Regions from separate parts of the Rattus norvegicus genome. Here region 1 is linked to region 2. The links are chromatin contacts, called in public Hi-C maps. All regions are on one chromosome and are shown on one strand. The core of a region is the stretch at or near the end of the contact, and the rest is flanking DNA. Distances in the headings are between cores, read along the strand shown.

Region 1 (5,501 bases), core at 393-2,892, 42 kb after region 2:
ACACACACATAATTACATAAATATATATGTATATATACATATATACACATACACACACACACACACACACACACACATATATATATAAATTAATCTGCCCAAGTGAAACACAAATACATTAGCTTACTTATTTCTAAGAGAACTATATATTTACCATGGTCTACAGAGCAGACTGAATACAGAAGCAAAATGTTCTTTTCTTAAAAGTCTTTATTTTTTTTTGTCTTTTTAAAAAAAACTTTTTTATATCATGGAAGAAATCTGATTTAATATAAAAATAATTTTGAGAGAATTTAGTTAAAAATGCACCAGAAGGTATCCCCTTTGCAAGTGTATGTGCAGTAGTTACCCTCATTTTCCTAATCTTGACCTTTATGACTTTCGTCAAAGCAGAATTACGAAGTTGTGAATGTCTTCTTCCCAATAAATGAAAAGAATACACCAACTATAGAATTGTGGGCTACACAGCTGAAAATGTTCTTGATGGTCTTTATTTTTCAAACTTGATTCTTTGTTTCTTGCCTTTTTATAACCCAGAGTTAGTGCTTGCTAGTCAAGAGCTCTGCCTGTGAACTCAATCTTCAACCCCTTACATTGGCTTTTTAAAATTGCTTGTGTGGTATAGGTTCTAGTTAAAAAGGCACACGGAAAAAGAGAACAGGAAATCTTTCTATTCCTGTTCCCCACCTACTTAGGGCTCCTGAAGCAAACGAGGCTATAAACTACTCATATCCCTGTTATAACCCAACCCCAAACCCAAACATTTTAATTAAATATTTGATGTCAGTATTATGGGCCTCAAAGATGCCTTATTATTTCAAGCTACAGTAGGACCAGTAGGGCATGTCAGAATCTTTGCATCAAACCGCATTAAAAACAAACAGCAGTAGTTTAGGAGCTGATAATGTCAATGGCCCAATAGGTCATTTAAATTCAAGCATTCTGCCTTTTCAGATTAGGGGGAGAAAAAGTATGAGGGGAACACTAGGGATGGGATTTTGGCTCTTCAAAAGGTGACAAGGTTTTTGAATGTCTGTTCTGAGGACTGAATCGCGTGGTTGGACTTTGGCTAGTCAAGCAGTGAGCTGATCAGCCCGGCTCCCTGCCAGGCCTCGTGGTTCGTGCCTAAACCTCCAGCGGCTAGCTCTAACCCGACCTGGATTCCAGTGCAAGGCGTCGCCCGGCGTTCCCCGCCTTCAGAGCCCGGCTCGCCAGAGGAGCGCAGGACATTTGGCCGCTCTTCGGCCTCGAATCGGTACGGGCCACTCAGACACACAGCCTCCACTAGGGTCTCGCTCTGCAAGCCAATCATCTGCCGACCAGGCTGGAACAGTCCTGGGTGGCTTCTCCACCGCACCCAGGGTTTCCAAAAGCGATCCCTCCTTCATCTTCTCGTTCCTAATAGGGATGATGGATCACGCGGTTCAGAACGACAATCAAAAACTGGGCAGTTCTCCCGACACAGCGGAGGCAGGCAGCGCGACTTTGCGAAAGGGGCGGGGCTGTGACGGGCAACGTCACAGCCCAATAGCGTCTCTTTACCTCCGAGTGTGGGCCAATGAGGCGTGGGAGGCGGGACTTCCGCTCGCCCGCTGTTGTGGTCCCTTCACCGACTTGCTTGGGTAGGGGCTCAGTGCGGATACTCAGTCATGAAGTCCGGGTAGCGACTTCTCTTGGGTGGCCGTGACCCTAGGTTCCGGGGGCCGGACTTCAGGTAAGAGTGTGGCTCCGCAGCGGTAGGCGGGGGTTGTCGGGCCTGGCGGGGAGAACACACCCACTCCGGCCTGGGTGCGGTGGCCGGCGGTGGAGATCGTGGGGCTCCTCGGCTTTGTGCTGTGACAGTATAGGCCCGTGTCGGAGACGAGTCCTTAGCACCCCATCCTGTGGGCTCGTAGGTCTGAAGTTGTGGACCGGCTGTAGATTTTGCTTCCACGGTCTCTTCCAAAGGTGCCCGTGACCTGGAAAGATACTTGGAAGACTTCTCTTGGTTCCAGGACTTTCCTCTGAGTCCTCAGCGAAAATACTCTCGGGACTGTTTTTTCTTTAAAAAAGAAGAAGAAGAAAAAAAAATCTCATCGCTCGCTTCCTTCCTTTCTCATCCACTCCCCTTCCGTAAAAGCTAAGCCTGCAGGCTTAGACGTGACCTTGCTAGGGCCACACAACTGCTTTTTTTTTTTTTTTTTTTTTTTTCTCTCTCCACCCAATCTTGGAAGTCCGAACTTTTGCAAGGACGCTTATTGAGTTGATCTGCCCCTAAAAGGGAAACAACTTTGGTAGCCTTTGCTGCATATTCTCTGCTTGGTTACGGCCATTTGCCCTATTTTTTTTTCTAATCTGGCAGTAGTTAATTTCCTTTAACTCCCGTTTTATCCTCAGTTTCAGCACCGTGGGCAGCTGCTAGGGGCAGATGTCTGGTCCCAAACCTGCCTGGGTGGTACTGCTTGCTCCCAGTGATGCAGCAGTTCCAGTGGAAACTGCGTTCCTTTCAGCAGTGCCGAGAAGACAGCTGCACTTTCTGATACAATACAGTAAAGTGGCCGTGCCTCCCAAGAGCCAGTAGAGACAGGCAATTTAAAGATTTAGGGAAGAGCTTTTCAGACTTTAATTGGCCACAGGGTCATTATTTATTTATTTGAGACAGGGTCCCTAGGTGTAGCCCAGACTGACTTCAAACTTGTCATTCTTTTGCTTCAGCTTACCCAGTTCTGGAATTACGGGACCATCAAGCTTTGTTTAAAGACAGTTTTCAATGAGTCAAAAAGATAACTCCATTACAGAGGAATGCAGCTGGACTGTGGTAGTTAAATAGGAGTTGAGTGTAGAGGGCCACAGGGATTCATTAATCTTTTTTTTTTTTTTTTTTTTTTTTTTGTAATTTATGGTGAAAGAGTCAATTTCAGGCACAGTTTTTGTTTGTTTGTTTGTTAATGTGGATAGTGAGGAAAATGTAAAGTGTATTGAAAAACTGTTTCCAAAGAGTTTCAAATTTGGGGATCAGACTAGACTTAACCCTCCAGTCTTCAGTGACTATGGGAAGGGCTAGTGGGATCGTTTGGTGAGTAGTAGAGATTGCTGTGCAGTCCTAATGATCTGGATTAGATTTCCAGAACCCACACAAATGTGGAAGGGGTGAACTGACTCCATAAAACTGTTCTCTGCTCTCTACATGAATCTTGTGGTATATGTCTTACCTCCCAAGTCATACACACACAATAAGTAAAAAAAAAAAAAAGAAAAAAAGAAAAAAAGGTAAAGCTGTGAAGATTAAATGAGATAAAATATAGTATGTCTGTACATAGTTAAGCTTCATTGAATTGATTATACAGAACTTCAGTCTCTGTATAGGGAATGTTAGTAATGTCGTAGTAGTATGTGTATGTTTTTCTCTGCCTTACTTGAAGTCAACATGATGTCTTGATGTGCGGTGTTAAGTAATGCCATGGTAAAAACCATGGTTAGGGAAATTGAGTATGGGAGGGTTTGGGGTTAACCACTCATTTGTCCTCCTATTTCTGTAAGAATTTTAGAGGAGCCTAGCTTGTTACTAGCATGCAGCCTACTTCCTTTGATATTTCTGCATCTGAGACTAACAGTTTATATCAGCTTTGGGGCACTAATTTCAGCAAAGTGAGGGTAGAGTAGGTGTTTACCTCTTGGGGTAGGTTTATTGAGTTGATCGAGACACTTTATGTTTTGTAGTTTTTATTAGCTGTATATTAACTGGCTTGATAAAATAATGTCATGTTAGCATTAGCTAAAAATAGTTGGCTTTTATAGTAAAGCTTATGACTTTGGACATTTTAAAATTAGGAAATAGTAATATATAGCTGAAAGAAAGTGAGTAAGCCAAAGTTGTGATTTCCACTGTTTGACTTGTTATTACTGAATAGTGCCACATACTGTGGTTTCCTGTGACACAAAAAGGGGAAGGCAGCTAGTAAGCATTGTTACGTTTCTCAGAAGAAACAGGATTGATAGACACGTGAGTTCATTTTAACAAAGCCTGTCCATGAATGATGGTTCTAAATCCACATATTCTGTAGATAATTATTGAACTCACATAAAACATAAAATTAATGTTTTATGAAGATGTTGCACCGCACAGAAATTGATTTGAGAAGAATGAAAGTATGTGGTTGCTATTGTCAAAATTTATGTCGCGGTGTATAAATAATACCTAATAATAAAAATAAGATTAGCTATGAGTCAAATAGGTTTCTAATTACTTTGTATTATCACATACAATTCTCAGATTCATTAGTATGGTAGATAATAGTACAATTATGACTTAAAATTTGTTTTTTTGTATGTGTACACATATGCTCACAGTGCATATGTAGAGGTTGAGGACAACTTGTGGGAGTTGTGTCTTTCTATGATGTGGGATCCAGGGATCAAACTCAAGTCTTCATGTTTGTCAGCAAATGTCTTTCTCTCTGAGCCATCTTACTGGTCAGATATATTTTTAACAATATAAAATAATATTTGTTGTTGTTGTTATTATTATTACTATTATTATTAGGGGAATCTCGCTATGTAGACTTGGCTGGCCATCAGGCTAGCAACAAACCAGAGTAAGAGACCCTGTCTCAAGGGAATAAAGTGTCAACTTATAGACTAATAAAGGGCACCTGATATCCCTCTTTGCCTTTTCAAGTCTATGCACATGTGTATATATGCATATATTACATACATCATAAGACCCCCATCCCCCATAAAATGCTATTGGGTATTTTGAGTTTTCCTTTGCTGTTGACTTTGAGAAGTTTGCTTAACTCTACATTGAGGATGTGGCTATTTGCATGATTGTTAGTAAGTGGAGGAGGTGTGGAGACAACAGTCCCTACCAGGACATGGTTAGAGCAAAGGTATAGAGGAAGAAAAGTCAAGGGAACATTTGCCAAAGTTGTATATTTAAGGATCAGGCTGATGAAGAAAAATGGTACTGATTGTGGAATCCTCAAGCACCGGGTTAAGAATTTTGCATGTGATTTTTTATTGATACAAATCCCTCTTTTATGAACATTAATTTGGCAACAATTAGTGTCCATTGGAGAAGTAGAAGCCATGAAATGAAGGATAGGCTTGACATAGCTAAAATGGCATTGGCAATTCACATGGCTGGGGCATGTCAGTTCTGGCAAGGAGGTAGTGATGTTATAAATGTAAACCAGGACTCTTCCTATGAACAGATTTTAGTGTACTGATGTGTAGGAGGAGACTGAATGATGGACCTTGAGAAGATGTTCAGTGTGTGAAGGTAAATGAATACTGTTAGCGCTGTCCTCCATGGACAGAGGAGCAATGATGCTCTCACCATGGGGAACTAGCCCGAACTGCCATTCCTGTTTGGTCACTGCACTGACTCAGCTCCTGAGTTGAGTCTCCCTAGGACTGAGAATCCCCGTAGTAGCAATGCTCTGATTGTTTTCCCTGTATCATATTTTATTAGTGTTTAGGGGCAACAGGAGGGAAATGAGTGGAAAGGAAAAGTCGCCTAA
Region 2 (5,143 bases), core at 1,849-4,348:
TTAATGATCCTTATCACAAGCTTATCAATCTAGAGAGTCTAGATAGAGAATCTCTATGGACAGTGTCACATGTAGTCCATCTAGAGAACCCATCTTTATGGAAGCCATCACATGTATTTTTACAAGGAGTTCAAGTGGAGTTATGACTTTTTCTTGTACACATAGGATTGAGTTATTTGTCACCAGAAAAAAATTTCACTAAGCTGTGGTGCGCTTAAAAGATGCCTAAAGTAAACTACTCAGGTTCGAACTCTTGAACTTTCAACCAACACTGGCTACTCAGTCATGTTGAACCAAGCTACTTTTTTGCCTCTTGCAGTAGCAGAGATAGCCTGCTGCCCCTGCAGATGTCAACTAATAGTACCCGTTAACTTAATGATAAGACAGAATGCATCACAGAATAGGCATCTCTCTGGAAGATAATATCTATGGGCCCCAGGATGGGTCTATGGATAGACACACTTACCACGAACTCTAATGACCTGAGTTCAATACCTGGGACACACGTGATGGAAGGAGAAAACCAACTCCCTTCAACTGTCTACTGACCTCCACATGCACACTATAGCATGTGTGCATGTGTGTACTCACATGTGCACACACTCAAATACATAAATATTTTTTAAAGAGAGGGTGTCTGTAAGCGAAGGCATCGTTCTGCCTTCATACACGATATCCTCCTCCCCAAGCATTCTGAACAAGACAGGTTGTTTAGCTATGCCCAAGTATGTCAGGTGCTGTGGTGTTTTGGATATGCTTGGCCCAGGGAATAACACTATTAGGAAATGTGGCAATGTTGGAGTATGTATGGCCTTATTGGAGGATATATGTCATTGTGGAGGTGAGCTTTGAGTTCCTATGCTCAAGTTCTACCCAGCACAAAAGAGAAAGTCTTCTGCCTTTGGGTCAAGATGTAGAACTCTCAGCTCCTTCTCTAGCTCCATGTCTGCCTGGATGCTGCCATGCTTTCTGCCATGATGATAATGGACTGAACCTCTGGAACTGTAAGCCAGCCCCAATAATTAAATGTCTTTTATAAGAGTTGTTTTGGTCATGGTGTCTCTTCACAGCAATGAAAACCCTAACTAAGACAGATGCTGTTAGATAAATAAAACCATAAATAAATCATGGTTGGACATATATAAGATTAAAATTTTCCAGAGGTCCACTTGCTACCACATGGCAGGTGGCATGGGCAGGCAGAAAGCACCCACGGCTGTGGAGAGATGGGAGAAAAAGAGAAGTGGAATGGTTTGAGCATTATGAAGAGAGGAAGAACTGGAAATGTGAGGGAGGTGAGGAACAGCATGATGTCAGCAGCCTGGAATAGTCTTTGCTGCCACCTGAGGCCATGGTCACGTCCCAGCTTGCGATACCACCGAGGGCCATGTTGTGGTCCATGGCCTTGCAGATGCAGGGGTTTCTGTTGATGTCCATGGCCCATGTTACCCTCAATGGCCACGCGAATGACGTTCCTAGTCTGTCCTGCTACCTGGGGCCAAGTTGATATCCCAGGGCTGTGCAGCATTGGCCTAGCCCCTCACTGTCTGTGGCACACAGGAAAGCTGGCCCCTCCTCTAGCTGGCTGCAGCATTCAGGGGAACAGAGCGTGGGAGAAATGCTCTTCTCCTCCCTCACCACCTGCAGCAGACAAGAGGTCTCGAGGACTTGAGAGCATGAGAGCTGGCCCCACCCCTTGCTGGCTGTGACGCTTGGGTGAACTAGCAGAGGCAGTGCTAGAAGGCTTGCCCTGATGGTGTGGGTGCATGAGAGCTGGCAGATTGACCAGCTCAGCTACCGCTTAGGTCCAGATCCAGGGCTCCGAATTGGCCCACCCCAACCTCTACCCCATCTGTGAACTGTTGGAGCACATGAAGGGGTCAGCCCAGCAAATCCAAAACTGCAGCATCTCCATGACACAGGGCAACAACAGGATATCCCAGTGGAGTCCCAATGAGGATCCAGTATTGACGGTGAAGGGGAAGTCAGAGGCTTCCAAACAGATCAATGACCCACTGCAGTGAACATTTGCAAGTAAAGATGTTTGGACACATTGTGACACACTGCAGATGTTTTTTGTTTGTTTTGTTATCTTTATTTTTTGTTTACTTTTGAGGGAGAGGTTGCAAGGGTGGAGGATGAATATGAGAGGGGAGATGAATGGGACTGGGGTGCATGATGTGAGATCCATAAAGAATCAGTAAAATGTTTTTTAAAAGTATGATGCACACGACCTCTTCTTACAAGAGACAGTGGACTACACACTGGACAGCAGCTGGTCTTTCAATTTCCCCAAACAACAAACACCCAAACCAATGAGCACCTCTGACAAGATCTAATCCTGTATGTTTCCAAACATGATTTATTTTTCTCTTTTATGGAAACTAAAAAAAAACCCAGATAATTCACTTGGGGTGGAACTTCGCAATAAAGAGCTTGGTTGCTCGGTATAGAAGAGGCTCTGGGATCAATCACTGACATCCAGGTTTGCAAACAATCAAACAAGTAAATAAATACACAAATAAGAAATCTCTAACAACAAAACAACAACCGAAGATTCCATTTTTTCCCCCTTGGGAAAAAAACCCACAAACAAACCAGTATGCTATGGTGGACCACAAACTCAAAGGTTTAATTTTTCAGTCCAAACAAATGTATTCTATTTCAGGATCACAGTTCCTTTCTTTGTCTTCAGAAAGTAGATGTAAACACACTAGAAATAATACGTGCACATTAGCAATGAGATGCAGAATATTTTTTATTAAAAGCAGGCAACACAAATGGAGGTTGATGTGGATCTGAATTCTGCTATCATTCTGCCTCACAAACTTTGCAGAAACCAAAGAAGCAGGAACCTTCTCGGTCTGACCTGGAGTGAACAAAGCAGGAAGCGATGTCTGGTTTCATTAATGGACTGGTCCACTTGAGAAATCAAACAAACTTCCCTTTGTGGACAGCAACTGTCCAGAAAAAGATGTACTTGGAATGTGGTCAACCCAATTATTTCCGTAATTTCGTTCTGGCCCTGTGTCTAGGACACAGAAATGTACTCTGCTACCAGAAGAGAAGAGTAAACACCAGTTCAAACACAAAACCATGGATCTGCACTCTGTCCACCTTCAAAACACGCCAAGTCATAGCAACAAACACTGGGAGCAACCAACCAATGTCTGATCTGACTTGCCATTCTACCAGTTAGAACATATGCGTACATTGCTAGGGTAACCAAGAACCAGAGTCTAGATAACCCAGAAATCTAGGGTAAAACCAGATACTACTAGTCTTAAAAAACAGTAACACTAAAGTGACTCCTAAGGACATTCTGTTACATTCATGGGTATTCAACCAGCTCAGAGATGCTGTCTCTTGCAGCAGACAGGAAAAAAAAATACAGAGATCTACAGCTAGAAATTATCACACACACACACACACACACACACACACACACACACACACACACACACAGAGAGAGAGAGAGAGAGAGAGAGAGAGAGAGAGAGAGAGAGAGCTTAAAACACATAGCTTTAAATGAGACATTACTGTCAAATCCCTTCCCTGAGAGTTCAAAGAATCCCACAAAAGAGGAGCTAGAGGGAATGGTGGAGACAGAGGATGCCAGCAGAGCAAGGCTCTCTAAGCCACCTGAACAGAGTTCATCTGAACTCAGAGACTGAAGCAGCAACCACAGGGCCTACACAGGCCTGTCCCAGTTCCTCTGCATATTCATTATAGTTTTCAGTTTAGTACTTTTATGGGACTTCTGAATGTGAAAAACAGTGTGTCTCTGATTCTTGTGCCTTCTCCTGAAGCTCTTTCTTTTATTTTACTATGGGTCTGTTTTGTCTAATTTTGGTATGGTGGTTTTGTTTTATTATTGTATTTCATTTTGTTAAAAAAAACATTAGAAACCAAAAAGTAACGGCGGACCTTGTGATTATCCAAGTAATGGTGGTTCGGAAGCACCCTGGCCTGCTGACAGGCTGCCAGCCTGTTCGGTGGCTGCTCTGTGGTGTAAGTGATGGCTGTGCACATGCACAACTGTTAAGAGCACTTGCTACTTTTGCAGAGAGCCTGAGTGCAGTTCCCAGCACCCACATGGCAGCTTACAACCATCTAGACCTGCAGCACAGGGGATCTAGTGCCCTTTTCATTTTCTTCAGGGCATTTCCACACACATACACGTAAATAAAAACAAAAATAAATATTAAAAAATTTTAAAAAATGTTCAAAGCCAGAGGGTGGCCTCTCAGAACTTGTTCTATGACCAGATTTAGGTGCCATTTCCAGTTATGTAACTGCAGATCCTGACTTTCTAGTCTTCCTCACATGATTGACAACTACCCAATAGGCTTTGAATAGGTTTCTTTCTGTTTTAATTTTCTGTAGTTTGTTTCTGCTGCTTGTAACTAAGGACAGTATTGTAGAAAGAGAAAAAACAAAGAATACTGGGGAGCAGCTACCTTGGTTTTACTTCATGATATATATCTACATGTACATTTCCTTTTGTTGTTGTGTGGTTTTCTTTCTTTCTTTCTTTTTTTTTAGTTTGTTTGTTTGTTTGTTTTCTTCATCAAGGCAGGGTTTCTTTGTGTAGTTCTGGCTATCCAGGAATTTGCTCTGTAAACCAGCTGTCCTTGAACTTATAGAGAGCCACCTTCCTCTGCCTCTCTATTTGGATATGTTTTAAAAGGAAAACTACTTATTTATTAAGCTTTGGAATTCAACAAGAGTTTCTGACTTTTGTCACATTTCTAACTTTTGCTAAAGTAAGTTAAATGGCTTTCCTAGATTCTCAGAAGACAGAGCTAACTTGCACACAGCAGCCTAATTAAATGTTGCAGAACAAGGATGTTCCTCATATTTGTATTTGATGCACTAAAGCCACAATGTGTTTGCAAAGCAGCCTCTGGTTACCCACCCGGCATAGAGCAAATGCATGTCTGCATTCTTTAGGGCTTGGGATCTTTTTTCAGTGGAGAGTTTTTATTATCATACGTTCATTTTCAGACGCTACCACATACATATAGTAAACACTGTGGGTTTTAGAAATAGCCTGTTTAACCATCTAATCGAAATAGGAAGCAACAGTTAAGTAATTCTTTTTCTTCAGATTAAAGACACCATTTCCTTTCTTAACATTTGT

What was found. Hi-C and Micro-C count contacts between places; a contact is called where the count stands out from the background.
Region 1: a Hi-C map of liver shows a contact between it and region 2, with 2.4 times the contacts expected there. The contact joins the promoter of Rnf13 here to the enhancer-like site in region 2. A contact is called at or near these places in 4 of 12 Hi-C or Micro-C datasets (frontal cortex, kidney and liver).

Annotation. Positions count from the first base shown.
Region 1 is chr2:144,076,329-144,081,829 of GRCr8, forward strand. It overlaps Rnf13 (ring finger protein 13), which reads left to right and starts at 1,643. Exons shown (of 10, transcript NM_001109444.2): 1 at 1,643-1,714. All of the region lies in intron 1 of Rpl12-ps2 (ribosomal protein L12, pseudogene 2), which reads right to left.
Region 2 is chr2:144,033,318-144,038,460 of GRCr8, forward strand. All of the region lies in intron 1 of Rpl12-ps2 (ribosomal protein L12, pseudogene 2), which reads right to left. All of the region lies in intron 2 of Ankub1 (ankyrin repeat and ubiquitin domain containing 1), which reads right to left. Among named protein-coding and RNA genes, the nearest start is that of Ankub1, 8.7 kb to the right of the region's middle. Within about 2 kb of position 3,099, at least 6 of the 93 cell types and tissues checked have an H3K27ac peak or open chromatin away from gene starts, as enhancers often do. A contact at or near this core is called in liver, where this site is marked.